Regions from separate parts of the Mus musculus genome. Here region 2 is linked to region 1. The links are chromatin contacts, called in public HiChIP or PLAC-seq maps. All regions are on one chromosome and are shown on one strand. Each heading gives the region's core, a stretch centred on a gene start, on an enhancer-like site or on the middle of the called end of the contact. The rest is flanking DNA. Distances are from core to core; before and after follow the strand shown. Region 1 overlaps Ldlrad3 (low density lipoprotein receptor class A domain containing 3). Region 2 has its middle 14 kb from the start of Ldlrad3.

Region 1 (6,801 bases), core at 3,137-5,636:
GCTGCTGCTGGCCCAACAACATCCTGCTCCACAATAAACTGTGTGAGGAGCAGGAATTCGCCCTGAAACAGAAGTAGAGCCAACACAGACAGAAGCCAGTAGCAGTTGTTTATTATTGTCACTGACTGGCACACTATTGCATGGTGCCACGTGTTTCTACACCTAACCCTGTCAACATCCTCACAAGCACGTGAACAATGCACCGTGCTGTGACATTGGGGTGGCTGTGTCTTCACTGTGGTGGCAAGACATTTTCAGTCACTTTCCAGCTGTTTCACAGCAAGGCTGCAATACGGAGTCAGTCTACATTGGCTGGGACACCATTTAGGGGCAATGGCAGTATCAGAGTAAGTGCCTGTCATCAAAAGCCATGCTCAGTCGATACACCCACACAAGCACCCCCACCCACCCCACACGCACACACACCCACGCACACAATTTTCTTTCTCACACAGAGACTGGTTACTAAGTCACATCTTTCAGAATAGAGAGTGGATTTGGCAGACAAGCCTCTTAATGTGACTTTCTTTATTTTCTATCTCCAGCTCTTTTATAAATAGGTTTGCCAAATTGATGCTTAATAGCTTAATATCGGGTTCATATTAATCTCACCCTGTCTGAGCTTCAAAGGGACAAACTGTTCTGACTGTTAATGAAACACAATTTTAGTTGCAAATTTCCCTGGGATCAGAGCTGGGGAAAGAAAAAAAAAATCCAAATGATCTAAAAAGACAAACATCTCCCTGGTGCGCTTTTCAAGCCACTGGGATTTTATGCAGCCTCCTCCCAGAGCCAGGGAAATCCAGCTGCCTCGGGAGCCGCTAGATTAAGGCCCCCAAGGACACTAGATGGCGCAAGAACATGCTCCAAACCATGCAGATGTGCCTGCCTCCCTTCACCCACCCTGCTCCAGGCCCAGGTGGGTTCACTGAGACAAGATTTGTGGTACAAACCATGCAGCCTCCGTAAACACTCCAGATTCTACAGCCCAGAGACAGTTGTTTTCATTTTCTGTTCTGACCTGACACACATCTGGGCATTCTCTTCTGGATTCAAAATGTGAGTAAGCCAGTGGAGTCGGTATTCTGCACTGGTGAGCTGCACCTCAAAACCAAGGAAGGCCAGGTGTGATGGTGCACGCCTTTAATCCCAACACTTGGGAGGCAGAGGCAGGCGGATCTCTGAGTTCGAGGCCAGCCTGGTCTATAAAGTGAGTTCTAGGACAGCCAAGGCTACAGAGAGAAACCCTGTCTCAAAACAAACAAACAAACAAACCACGGAAGATGGAAGATTCCGTGTGCTGTGTATTATACCACAGTCCTTTAAAAAGGGCAGATTGTCCCCAGTAATAGCAATACTATTTCACTCAGAAAAGCTAAGCATAAAAAAACTTGGTGCTGTTTCTTGGTTTGGTATATTGTCCTTTGGCCCCAAAGTAACCAATGTATTTATTTACTTTATGACTGGTTAATTTCAGGACCCAACTACTGTCATTCATGATACAACTTCTTCCCTTACAGAGAAATACCAATCCTGCCCTATCTGAGAAGGCCAGAGGCGGGAGGACATTACAGAGGAAAAGCGTCCCCAACCCCCATGGCCAAAACTTGCTTGCAAGCTGCCTCTCATTTCACTGTAATTCCTTGTGTAAAATGCAAGCATCCCTCATCCAAGCACTGTAACAGGCACAGCCTCCCATCCATGTGCACTGAGATCCACTGGGCCCACTTGTGGTGGGACAAAGTCAGACAAGAGCATCCTGAGAGAAGCCAGGGCTGATGGAGCACAGGTAGAAGTTTCTGTCTAGTCAACGGGGTGGATGATCTGGGATGCTGGAGTCTTGACACTGGAAGAACAGGAGATCAAGTGCTTTGATTAAAATTCAGAGAACAATGCATTTCAGACTCCAGAGCTGACAGTCCCCAGGAGTGGTGCAATGATACCACAGCATAGCGTAGCCACAGAAGCTCCTAATCAGCAGCAGTGAGAGGCACAGGGGGTGAGTCACAAGAAGCACCACTCAGGGTGCTGTCTTAATTGGGGTTTTACTGCTGTGAACAGACACCATGACCAAGGCAACTCTTATAAGAACAACATTTAATCGGGCCTGGCTCACAGGTTGAGAGGTTCAGTCCATTATCATCAAGATGAGACCTTCCAGGCAGGCGTGGCGCAGGAGGAACTGAGAGTTCTATATCTTCATCTGGAGACTGCTAGCAGAACACTGACTTTCAGGCAGCTAGGGTGAGGGTCTTAAGCCCACGCCCACAGTGACACACCTACTTCAACAAGGCCATACCTATTCCAACAGGACCACACTTTCTAATAGGGCCACTCCCTGGGCCAAGCATATGCAAACGATCACAGGTGCCTAGCATGGTCTAAGCACTCAGACTTTCGGTAGAGGGCAATGAGCAGTAACAGAGTGGTAGAGGGGGCTGGAGAGAAACCTCAGCTCCAACTCAGGCTTACAGAAAGGCCTTGCAGGCTTGTGGTGAGACCAAAACAGCTCACCAGAGCCCTGTAATGCCTTCTGGTCTCACCTGGCTCAGGCGCATCTGCTTCTTCCTTCCAAATGTCTTCTGGGCCACTCCTGACCTCCCAGTACCCTAGAGATGTAGGTCAGGATCGTACGCTGTATCTAGGACCAGCCCCCACCTGACCCAGGTGGGCACTACAGGCAGGCATCCCCACACTTCCTCTCTTCCAATGGGGGTTCCCTCACCTTGCTGTTCCCTCTACCTAGCAGCCGCTTCCCTCTTCACAGACTCCTGCCCACCTCCAGATTGAAACTGCAAACCTCTGCTTAGAGGACTCCACTCTTATCCTATTGTGCCCTACACTTTTCCTTACACGACTCACATGCTTGTGATTGCCATTTGCCGCCTGTCTCCATGCTCTGCAGTGAGCTAAATGAACATAGTACGTGGGCTTGCAGGAAGCCGAGCCATGGTTATCCTATCAACCAATGTGGGTGGAGGCTGGGAAAGGAAACATCTTTTGGCAGAAAGTGGTCCTAAAACAGTTCACCAAGCAAAGACCCAAAGGAGGCGAGAAGACTGTGGGGTGGGGCAAGGGTGGTACAAAAGTCCCTGCCACCACAAAGTACCTCCTTTCACAGCCTCCAACTGCCTCACTGTGACGGAAATATGGCAGAACTCTGTGCCTCAGCTGCTGTCCTGGCAAAGTGCCCAACCTCAGCTTACACCCACCTGCAGGGGGTGGCAGAGCTTATAGAACTTGGGATGGGAACTGAGAAAAGGGAATTATCTACAGGCTCTAAGCCCAGAAAGCCCCGTGGACCTGTGGCAAGCCTGGCTGGATGTAGGCTCATGTCCGCAGGATGGCTGGAGACCCTTCCTGGCTGGGTTGGCTCATGTCTGCAGCACGGTTGGGGACCCTTCCTGGCTCCTTGTTATTTTCATTCTGGCCTGAGACACAGGATGCTGGATGTGAAGATGAAGGCTGTATTGACAGGAAATTCCAGACCTCATACCTCTGGCCTTCTTAGAAGCAGCGAGACACCAGCTCCTGTTCATAGTAGCCTTAGCCACCACCCCTGCAAGTCAGACTCCCTGGCTTTGACATAGTCAAGAGGGACAGGCGAATAGAAGGCCTCCAGAATTGTACAGTGCACCTTTGAACTTAACCTCTCCCCCATGGTGACCAGGGCATCTGAAGACAGGGCTCCCTCCCCCATCCTTCCCTCTCTCTCCCTCCAAAGCAGACTGCTAGGTCTTATCACCTCTCCTGTGCGAAATCTCAAATCTGCCTGTTTTGCTCCACAGGACTTGGCATTTGCCCTCCGTGTCCTTCATTTGGTTATAAAAGTGGAGGCCCAGCATGGTCTCTCAGGGCCAACCTTGGCCTCTGCCTACTACTGCCCATCACACCTGAAGCTGCTCTTTGTGTAAGTCTGACCACACGTGTCTGCTATGTGTTGCTGCTGCTGCTCTTAGGATGTAATGATTTCTGTGACATCACAACCCCCCAGGCCCTAGCCGAGCATCTGTGCACGGTGACTTAGGAATCTGCATTTGTCAAGCACCTGGCACAGAGCAAGGCCGAGCAAGGCAGTGCTAACTGTGTAAGATGGACCAGTGTTCTCGGGGGAGGCAGAGGAGGCTGCACTTACAGGGCTGAGCCCTATGGGGTGGGTGTTGATACAAGTGCTGATTAACTGTTTGCCTAGATACTGTATCACAAACAAACAGGAAATTAATTCTCCATCTTTCAATTCCCTTTCTGAGTTTAATTGCAAGCCATATAATTGGTCTCAATTTCCTTTAAATAAAAAGCCTTCTGCTATCAATATGTAACAGCAAGGAACTCCAGCTCTCTGCTACCTCGGATACTTCTCCTTCCTCCAACACATGGGGAAACAGCTGGACACATTCTGATATATTTTTGAAGGGCACTAAAACACCCCACCCAGACCTTCGAGGTAGCAAAAGCAAGGCAAGTGTGTGCTTTAGACACCTGCAGGCAGATGTAAAATGTAAGCGTGACAGGCAAGTGCGTCCAAGCATGGGCTTTGGAATGAGCGTGAATGTGTGACAAGCTGTGTGATCTTGGGCAGGGTGTGACCCTTCTGAACCTAAGCACCCCAATGTGTAAAGAGAAGGCAAGTTATATGGACGGCTATGAGTCAGACAAGGCGCAAGTGGGCGACCTAATTAAGAAGCCAGCGTGGTGACTCAGATGTGGTTAGAAGTCGAGGCACCGTCACCAATTTATTATCTCAATGCTGCTGTTGCTACTGCTACTTCTGATGTGAGGCCATAGAGCACGTCCGAAGCCTAAGCATCTCCAGGCAAACGGGGACGTGGCCTGAGTTTATGGCATAATAAGGCATCTAAGGCATCTGGCCTTATGCTTTTTCTTTTCTTTCTTTTTTTTTTTTTTTTTTTTTTTGGTTTTTTGAAACAGGGTTTCTCTGTATAGCCCTGGCTGGCTGTCCTGAAACTCACTTTGTAGACCAAGCTGGTCTTGAACTCAGAAATCGGCCTGTCTCTGCCTCCCAAGTGCTGGGATTAAAGGCACGAGCCACCACCGCCTGGCCCTGGCCTTATTCTTGAATTCAAGATTGTTGTTAAGCTTTTTATTCTCATAATAACTGAGGCTAGTTCACTTTTCTCTTACATATGGGGAAACGAAGGCACAGAGAGAGATATGAAAGGAACTCTCCCAGGATTAGACAGCATGTACTGTATAAATCCAAACATATCAGTGCAAAATCTCCTCCTCCCAAGTGCTACTTTATTTTCTGTGATTTTCAGAATAAATTATTCACAGCTGACCGTCTTTCAAACCTCCGCTCAGCCATCCCAGATCCATAGGCAAGCTTGCAGTCTTGTTAATGTTTAATGAATACAAATAAATCATAAAATAAAGATATTCCTTAAGACCTATATATTTAGCTCCTAATGGCTGTTTGTGTCTTCTTTGTTCAGATCAGGATGAGAAACATTCAGGAATCTAGCCTTTACTCATTTTTGGGTTTTTCTGAGATAGGGTATCATGTAACCATGCCAACCTTGAACTCCCTATGTGGCCAAGAAAGACCTTGAACTTCTGACGCTCTTGCCTCCATCTCCTGGGTGCTGGCTTCACAGACGTGGGCCTGGTTTATGGCAGCTGCTGAACAAACTCAGGGCCATAAGCTATGCAAGCAGTCAGTCTATCAACTGAGCTACGTGTCCAGGCCCTGGCCTTTATTTTTAAATGCAAATCTTTCTTTCAAAACACAAAAGAACTCTGCTTGGTATTAAGGAATACAATCAGATATAAAAATTTTCAGCAGTCACCAACAGAGATAATCACTACCGACAGTCCAGTGTTTTTTTCCCTCTGGCTGGCCCCTTAAATTTCTGTTTGCAGAGGGAAGCTCCCAGGACACATTGTGTAAGCACTGGACCTAGCTGTGGAATGGTTACAAGTGTCCAAATTATCTCAACTATCCTATGTCCTTTATATGTGAGTCCTTTGTGGACTGTGACTACACAGAGTTCTTTCTTCTTTCCAGTAGAAATTTAAGAGGAAACGAAAGACAGAGACATGCCATAGATTACCTAGAACACTGGCCTTACAGAGACTAAAGCCCAAATGGCAACCTAGTGCCCACCCCAGCATCTTATCACTGCACCTGTGGATGAAAGCAAAGTTGGAAGTCTGGCTAGATAACCCGCGTGTCATACCTTGCTGTCTAAATTTGACACAGCCTGCAGCCAGCTTTTCTGGAGATCAGCATTCACCCCCTAACCCCTACATTCTTGTATTGGGACATTCTGGAAGAGTCTATGATGGTACTGGCTGACAGGGTCTTTCCCATAGCTTCTTGACTTTAATGAGAAATCTGCCTACTGTGACTACATTGGGTGGTCCCTCTGGGTTACAGGGCAGCTTTGTTCTATGTAGTTTCAGCCTTGATTTAGGAACAGGAAACAGGGTGAATAGAGCCAATGGAGCCCAAGAGCAGATCCATGCCTCTCAGGGATGACGTGTGAATGCTCCGGCTTGAGGCCAGCAGATGAACTGATGTGCGGAGCCTGGAGCAAAGGGGAAAGAATGAGGGCATCCTAAGGAATCCGTGAGGCTCTATAGAGCAGAGCGCTAGGTTCCACATGCTCCTGTATGTGAGTCTGAGGAGAGGCACTGTGCGTGTCCACAGGGATACACTGACTGGGTTCCACGACACTCTATAAAGTGACCTCGTTTGTCTCTGGTTAGACATAAGCTATGGCTTCTCTGTCTGCTTCAAAAAAGAAGTGGCTTTCTGTCAGAGACTGACTGGGGACTACT
Region 2 (6,801 bases), core at 3,090-5,589, 170 kb after region 1:
ACACCCATTGTGACCAATCATTTAGCAAATATCCACTCCTCCCCACACAATGTAGGAGGAGACTCCTCAGGTAACATTGGACTGTGTCCTGTGACTTGTTTAAGCCAGTGGATTATTAACATATGTGAAAGCACACTGGCAGTAAATCTGCCCATGGCTTTGACCTGACCCCACAGCTTAGAGTGAAACCATCCTGCTGAGCCCAGCCACCACCAGGCTAATTATCTCTGATGGCAGGCAACCCTATGGTGCAGTTAGTCACTGGGTGTTTGGTGGTCTGTCCCTGGCCAATGTGTCTCTTTGTCCTGTTTTGGAGTAATATCTGTGTTTTCTTGAACCACAGAAGAAAAACCCACACTGGAAAGTTGCCCTTGGCCCTAAAAATAAGACCACACCCATGCACATAAAATCAACTCTAATTAAACCCAGTGGGTTAAGAAAAAAAAAAAAAAAAACAAGGACAGAGCATGTGGGGAAGAAATATTCCCTAAGGAGTGGAAGAACACAGGAGAAGGAAATGGGCTGATTTTGACTATACATATATGAAATTGTTGAAGATTAAATGAATTATTTTTCAAAGACTGGAGCTGTCCATGTGTGGATACATTTTGAATTGTCACATATGTAAATCATAGCTACCATTTATGGCAGGAAAGGTGTTTAAAAATTCAACAACGTAAATGCATTTAACCTTCTCAATAACCCAAGAAATCAGAATAAATGTCCCCATTAGACAGGAAAGAAAACTGAGGTGTAAAGCCGTGGTGTGTTCTGTTAGAGCACTGAGCGCTTCTGACTTCCAAGCCAGGATTAGACTATTCGGGTTTAAGCAAGTCTTGGTAATTACTTACCAAGCAAGGCGAGTGAACCAACCTCAAAATGTAATAATGCCCGGCTTCAGTCTAACAAATTGGCAAAACTTAGGTGCACTCTTGCATTGAATCCTGGCGAGAGAGAGCATTGTCTCTTCGAGTGCAGGTGAAGCTGCACATCGGTGCTGATGTCCTGGGAATATTTGTCTCAAGCTTGAACAGTTGCAGAGCCTGTGAACGGAGGCTTGCACTTCTCTGACTGTATTATAAGGACACGATCAGAGATGCAGTCAAAGAGGCGTGTGCAAAGCTGTTCCTCAAGACACTGCTTACCACAGGACAAATCAAGTCAATAAAGGTAAAATATCTCCAGAATGCTCAAGAAACTGATATTGCTACAGACCGGAACAATATGAAGCCATTAAAAATCACATTAGGGGTATGAGAAAAAGTTAGGGACAACTCTAAATGGAAGAAATCAGGAAAGAGAAACTGCAACGTTGTAACACAATTATAGCAGTAATGTATTATTTCTGCATGACAATTATTATTTTCTATGGGGTTCCTGTTTTAAGCACTTGTTATATTTTGCAACTTTTATTGGCTAAGCAAATATTACATTTATAGCTAGGAAAACACCCTTGAAATTATTTTTCAAACAGCAATTTTTCTAAATATTTGTTTTTTTACTTTTGAAATTATACTCATCATTTCTCCCTTCCCTTTCCTGCCTCTAAGCCCTCATATGTACATCATCCTTGCTCTCTTTCAAGTTCATGCCCTCTTACTCACCAATTGTTGTTATATGCACATATATATGTATAAATATATATTCTAAATATAACCGAAAATAGCAATCTTCTAAAAATTATTTTTTCCTACTATTGTGTGAATGTTGGCATGCTCCAGCTATAGTGTGCTTGTGGAAGTCATAACTTGTGGGAGACCATTCTCTCCACCTTGGTAAGGTACGGTCTTTCTTGTTTCTGCCATGTTGTGTTCTCCAGGCTAATTAGACCGTAAGCTTCTAGGTGATTTTCCCATCTCTGCCTTCCATTTCACTACTGGAGCCCACATTGTGCTCTGGGGATCAAACTAGCCACGGAGCTATCCCACCAGCCTAAGACAGCAGTTTTTATCCATGTAGATCCTAAGCATTATGAAGGCAGAAATCATCATCTGCTTTGGCCACTGAGAGATGCCAGAAAGGTACTTAGTTCCTAATCAGGGCTCAGTAGATCTTTGTAGAATATATAAAGTCTTACTTTGTCACCCTGTCTCTCCTGTGTGTATTAGTCAGCCTCCATCCACAGAGAAATGTCTGAAATTGCTGGCTGACAAGGAGAAAGGAGCTGCCATGCCTCCCAGTCTTAGAAGTTCTCGTTCACAGTCAAGTGGCAGAGAAGCAAATCTGCTCATCTCATTACAAAGAAGAAAACCTGAGAAAGAGAAAGGTGTCTGGTTTCACTATCCCTTAAGGGGGCATACTACTTCTGACCTAAAGACTCAGTAGGTGCTACCTCCTAAAGGTACCACCATGCCAAGTAGTGTAGCCCTGCTGGCCAAGATCATGTGGCAGAAGGTTTAGGTTTTCTGTGGTTTCTCAAGCAACCGCCCAGTGCGACAGGCTCAGGCATTCCACGTGCCAGGACGGTAGAATGGTTTCTCTGGCTCATGATGCCTGGGCACCACTACTGGGGAACCGTGTGCATGAGCCTGTTTCTAGCCAACAGAAGGAAACACTACAGCCTGCAGAGGCTTGAACGACAGAACCTTCTTTGTTCACTGTTCTGCAGGCTGGAGAACAACAAGGGTCACCTGTCTGGCTCCAGGGGAGGGCCCGCTTCTGGCTTGTACCTGGCCGCCTTTTGGTCGAGTCCTCAGAGAACAAATGGCTCCTCTGCTGACTCTTCTTATAGATGTCATCCCCATCCCATCAGAAGGAGGTGCTCATGACCTCATCGGCTCTGATCACTCCTCTAAGGGCTCATCCTTATTATCACTTTGGAGTCTAGGGTTTCAGTGTGAGTTTGGGGGGACACAGAGTCCGGTGCTTAGTAACAGGAGTAGCTGGAGTGCCTGCCTGGAGACGTCTCTCTTCCTGGGCCTTATTCTAACTGGTGAAACTCGGGCCCATTCCCTCTAGCTTGGGCTTTTAATTGGATTCATCACAAGTGAGGGATCTACCTTTACTGTACAAAGATACTGGCACCTCAGAGGCTTATTCTTACCTATCCTGAATGGATGCAGTGATTTTTCACATATACATTTCCATGTTATCCTCTTGTCGCTGGAAAGCTGAAGGCCCACATTCAGGACCATCTTCTGTCTTAGACCATCTGTAAAGTTGAGTTTCTATCCCATGAATATGAGAAACATTTCTTTCCTTCCTATCAAACGTAGTCAGCCTGGCAAGGCCCATATGTCCTGACCGTCCCCGTTCCCTGGGACTTTGTATCAGTTCACCGATATCAGGAGAGTTACAACTCTCACTACTGAGCTGAGACTCAGTCATAGCTAATCAGGGATAAAAAAGGAGGCCATTTTGGTTGTGTGTGTGTTGCTAGCCTGGTTTGAGTCTTGGCACACCCATTTTGAAAAGGAAAAAAAAAAGTCATGTTGAATTTCTCTTTGTCAGTGTGCTCCTTTGTGAGATAGCAAGATTGCTCTTTTATGTCTCACCAGGAGAACTGTGTGAGCATGGGCCCATTTGCATCTGCCTGTGGCTGCTCAAGATGGCTGTGCCTTGGGCAAACTACAGAATCTATCAGACTTCCGCTGTCTCAGGATTGTGGTAAGCATGAGTTGAGTCCAGGAACAGCATAATCACAATTCAAATGTCGGTGGCTGCACTCGTTCTGTGGCTACACGATTTCTAATCTCCTGATCTGAAGGTCAGAATGGTATCAACTGTGTACAGTTAAAAAAAAAAAAAAAAAAAACTGGGGCTGGTGAGATGGCTCAGTGGGTAAGGGCACCCGACTGCTCTTCCGAAGGTCTGAAGTTCAAATCCCAGCAACCACATGGTGGCTCACAACCACCCGTAATGAGATCTGGTGCCCTCTTCTGGTGTATCTGAAGACAACTACAGTGTACTTACATATAATAAATAAATAAATCTTTAAAAAAAAAAAAAAAAAAAACTGGGCCAGAGGAGTTTAGGATCTCCCGGGTACCATTCTCGCTGAGCACCGGAGGATGGAGGGAGAGCCCGAGCATCTAATGTCACAGGAGAAGAGAGAAAATGCCCCTCTGTGGTACTGAATTTATACTCATTTATACACACTTGGCTCCGTCTGAGAACAGAGAAGAGGGAGGACTTCTGGCCAGGCTGTGGCATCATTTGGAGAAGGAAAAAAAAAAAAAAAGTAAACCGAGTGAAGATAGAAAATAGAAACAAAATATGGCTCAAAAAAAAAAAAAAAATCCCAAAGAATGGGAACCTTGCCCCGCACTTTGGCTGCACTGAGCTCCGTGGGAGAGGGTGCCAGGAGGACAGCCAGGCTGTTGCACAACCAAACCCTTGCTCAATGCACGCTCCTCACATGGGGCCTCACCATCCCTGAGGTGCAGTCCCAAGGGAGGGGCTGGGTAGGAAGCTGTGGCAAAAGTGACTTTGAGAAGTGCTAGTATTGTGCCTTGCACTGAAAGGCCAGACTGGGTCACTTCCGAGGGCCGGGGTCTCTCTGCCAGGCTCCAGTGGAAGGAAGCAGCAGAGAGGGGATACAGTGAAAACAAAGCACCCTGTTTCTCTCTCTCCTGTGCCATCACTCATGTTCAGATGCACATCCTACAGGCATTCTCCCTGGCTTGCACTTTTGAGGCCGTTTAATTTTTTATAGTTGAGTTTGAGCAACGAGAGCAAGCAGTTTCCTGTTCTTCAACCTCAAGCCCCCACCACTGAGGAATCAACTGCATTTAAATCCTATAAATTAGCCTCCCGAAAGATGCTTAAGCATTTATGAAAACATTCAAATTTTATATTCTGCCCAATAAAATCTTAAATAAAAAAAAAAAGGAATAAAAACTACCCCAAAGTGCCATGTGAAGCTATGTTGGCAGAGAGCAAACAGTTTAGAGCCAGGATGCCCATGGCTTCACAGATGACGAGTCTGGAATCTGGATAGGGGCTGCCATGTATCAGAGATAAAATGAATATTCTTGCCTTTGTAAGCAGAGTCCCTGGAGACTCCCTTAGGCTCAACCCAATGGCCTGGGAAGCAAGCTACAGTATTAACCCATTTATACCCAAGTTGATGCCAACCTACAGCATTAACCCAGTTATAGCCAAGTTTATGTCAACCTACAATATTAACCCACTTATATCCAAGTTGAAGGCAGGGGCAGGGAGCCCTCTGGCTCCATTCCAGTTGCTCTGGAAAGCCACTGTGATACAAATCAGAACTGAACATCAGAGACCGGACTTACTCTCCCAGTTAGGCTATTGATCTGCTTCTGAGCTTGAACAGTGGATAGCTCCACTCCTAGCCTCAGTTTATTTCTGTGAAGAATGAGGATCTAGTCCCATGCAGGTTTTCAGTGAGGGCAAACAATGACACTTGCATTTCTGTAGGTCGATCATTAATATATTCAAATAAACATATTTGGACACACACACACTTGCACACGTGTGTGCAATGCACACACTACAAAATAAGTGTGCTTGTGAAAGAAAATGAAGAACACTAGCATTTATCCCTTTGCCTACAGCTTCCTCACATTTTCCCCAAGAACACCTGGACTCTCTGGCCCTGAGGGAAAGAGGTTATACTCTTCCTCCTACCCACCCCCCCCCAAAAAAAAAAAAAAAAACAAAAAACAAAGAGAAGAGCTGGGGCTGGGTCTCAGTGGTAGAACACTGGGCTGCCATTCACAAGGCCCTGGTTTGGTTCCCATCATCACAAAACAAAATGGAGGAAAAACTTTGGCTGGTTGTTCTGAGGACATAGGCTTCGTACTTTTACATGGGCGTGGCACCTGTGACGTAATTCCAACACTCAAGAGTAGGAGGCAGGAGAATGGCAAGATTGAGGCCAGCCTAGTTCCAAGAACAAATCCTGTCTCTGAACACCACACCAAATAAAGAGACTGAGGAATAATTTTGCCCTCCCAGAGAGTGGCTAAAGCAGACATGGAAGTTCTTGGGTTTGGATGGATTAGGTTGGAGCCAGGACTTTCCACTCATGCTTAGCAGAAACGCTAACACACACACACACACACACACACACACACACACACACACACACACACACACACACACACTAATTGTCTTTTAATCTCTGATTTATTATAGTTTTTTCTGCCTGATTATCATCTTTTCTATTCATCAAAATTAGGTGGTTACCCTAAACATCAACCATGAAGCTGTGTGCTCAGCAAAAATGTGAGATTACAGCATCCAAGGACAAAAACCCAGCTAAGTATTGATCCCCACTTGTCACATGTCACCACCTGCAGAGTTTTACCTTTGATTGGCTTTGCTCTCTGGCAATTTCATCAGGGACAAAGGGGACTGTCATCAGTCCTGGTCCTTCCTGGTGATGTGCACAGCTGGATCTGTCCTCTGAGTGGAGCTTCCCAGAGTAATGTGCCTCCTCTCTTTGTAGGGTCCACTACCCTTGTATGCCTTCAGGCTAAATACCCACAATGTTTGGGGCCAGGCGTATTTGGATAGAATTTTCCAGATATTGGATTATTTTCAATATGCACTGGGATATATTGAGGATGGAACAAACCCGAACATGAAGTCCTTCCGTGTGCCATTAGTCTCACACATAGGCTTGGCTGGTAAACCATCATTTTAGTGCTCCTGTGTTTTGGTTGTGACTTAGCTTAAATTTTCCATTCTGTTTAGTATTTGGAGCATTTTAGATATCAGATTTTTTTTTTCAAATGGTCATGTCCAAACTGTGTCACCTGACACGTGACTAGTGTAACTGAGGATCTAACTTTCCTGTTGCATTTAATTGTGTCTTTCAATGATGTGTGT

What was found. HiChIP or PLAC-seq counts read pairs in DNA pulled down with a chosen protein or histone mark.
Region 2: a RAD21 HiChIP or PLAC-seq map of pro-B cells shows a contact between it and region 1, with 15 times the contacts expected there. The contact joins two enhancer-like sites. A contact is called at or near these places in 4 of 39 promoter capture datasets (the 3T3-L1 cell line, the C10 cell line, the HPC-7 cell line and 1 more), 1 of 15 datasets of contacts at CTCF or cohesin (pro-B cells), 17 of 484 Hi-C or Micro-C datasets (the C2C12 cell line, CD4 T cells, the HL-1 cell line and 10 more), 3 of 115 datasets of contacts at active chromatin or transcription factors (bone marrow-derived macrophages, double positive thymocytes and large pre-B cells) and 1 of 9 other capture datasets (embryonic stem cells).

The regions. Positions count from the first base shown.
Region 1 is chr2:102,029,990-102,036,790 of GRCm38.p6, forward strand. All of the region lies in intron 4 of Ldlrad3 (low density lipoprotein receptor class A domain containing 3), which reads right to left. Among named protein-coding and RNA genes, the nearest start is that of Gm39888, 41 kb to the left of the region's middle. Within about 2 kb of position 4,387, at least 72 of the 459 cell types and tissues checked have an H3K27ac peak or open chromatin away from gene starts, as enhancers often do. A contact at or near this core is called in bone marrow-derived macrophages and pro-B cells, where this site is marked.
Region 2 is chr2:102,197,407-102,204,207 of GRCm38.p6, forward strand. No RefSeq gene overlaps it. Among named protein-coding and RNA genes, the nearest start is that of Ldlrad3, 14 kb to the left of the region's middle. Within about 2 kb of position 4,340, at least 43 of the 459 cell types and tissues checked have an H3K27ac peak or open chromatin away from gene starts, as enhancers often do. A contact at or near this core is called in bone marrow-derived macrophages and pro-B cells, where this site is marked.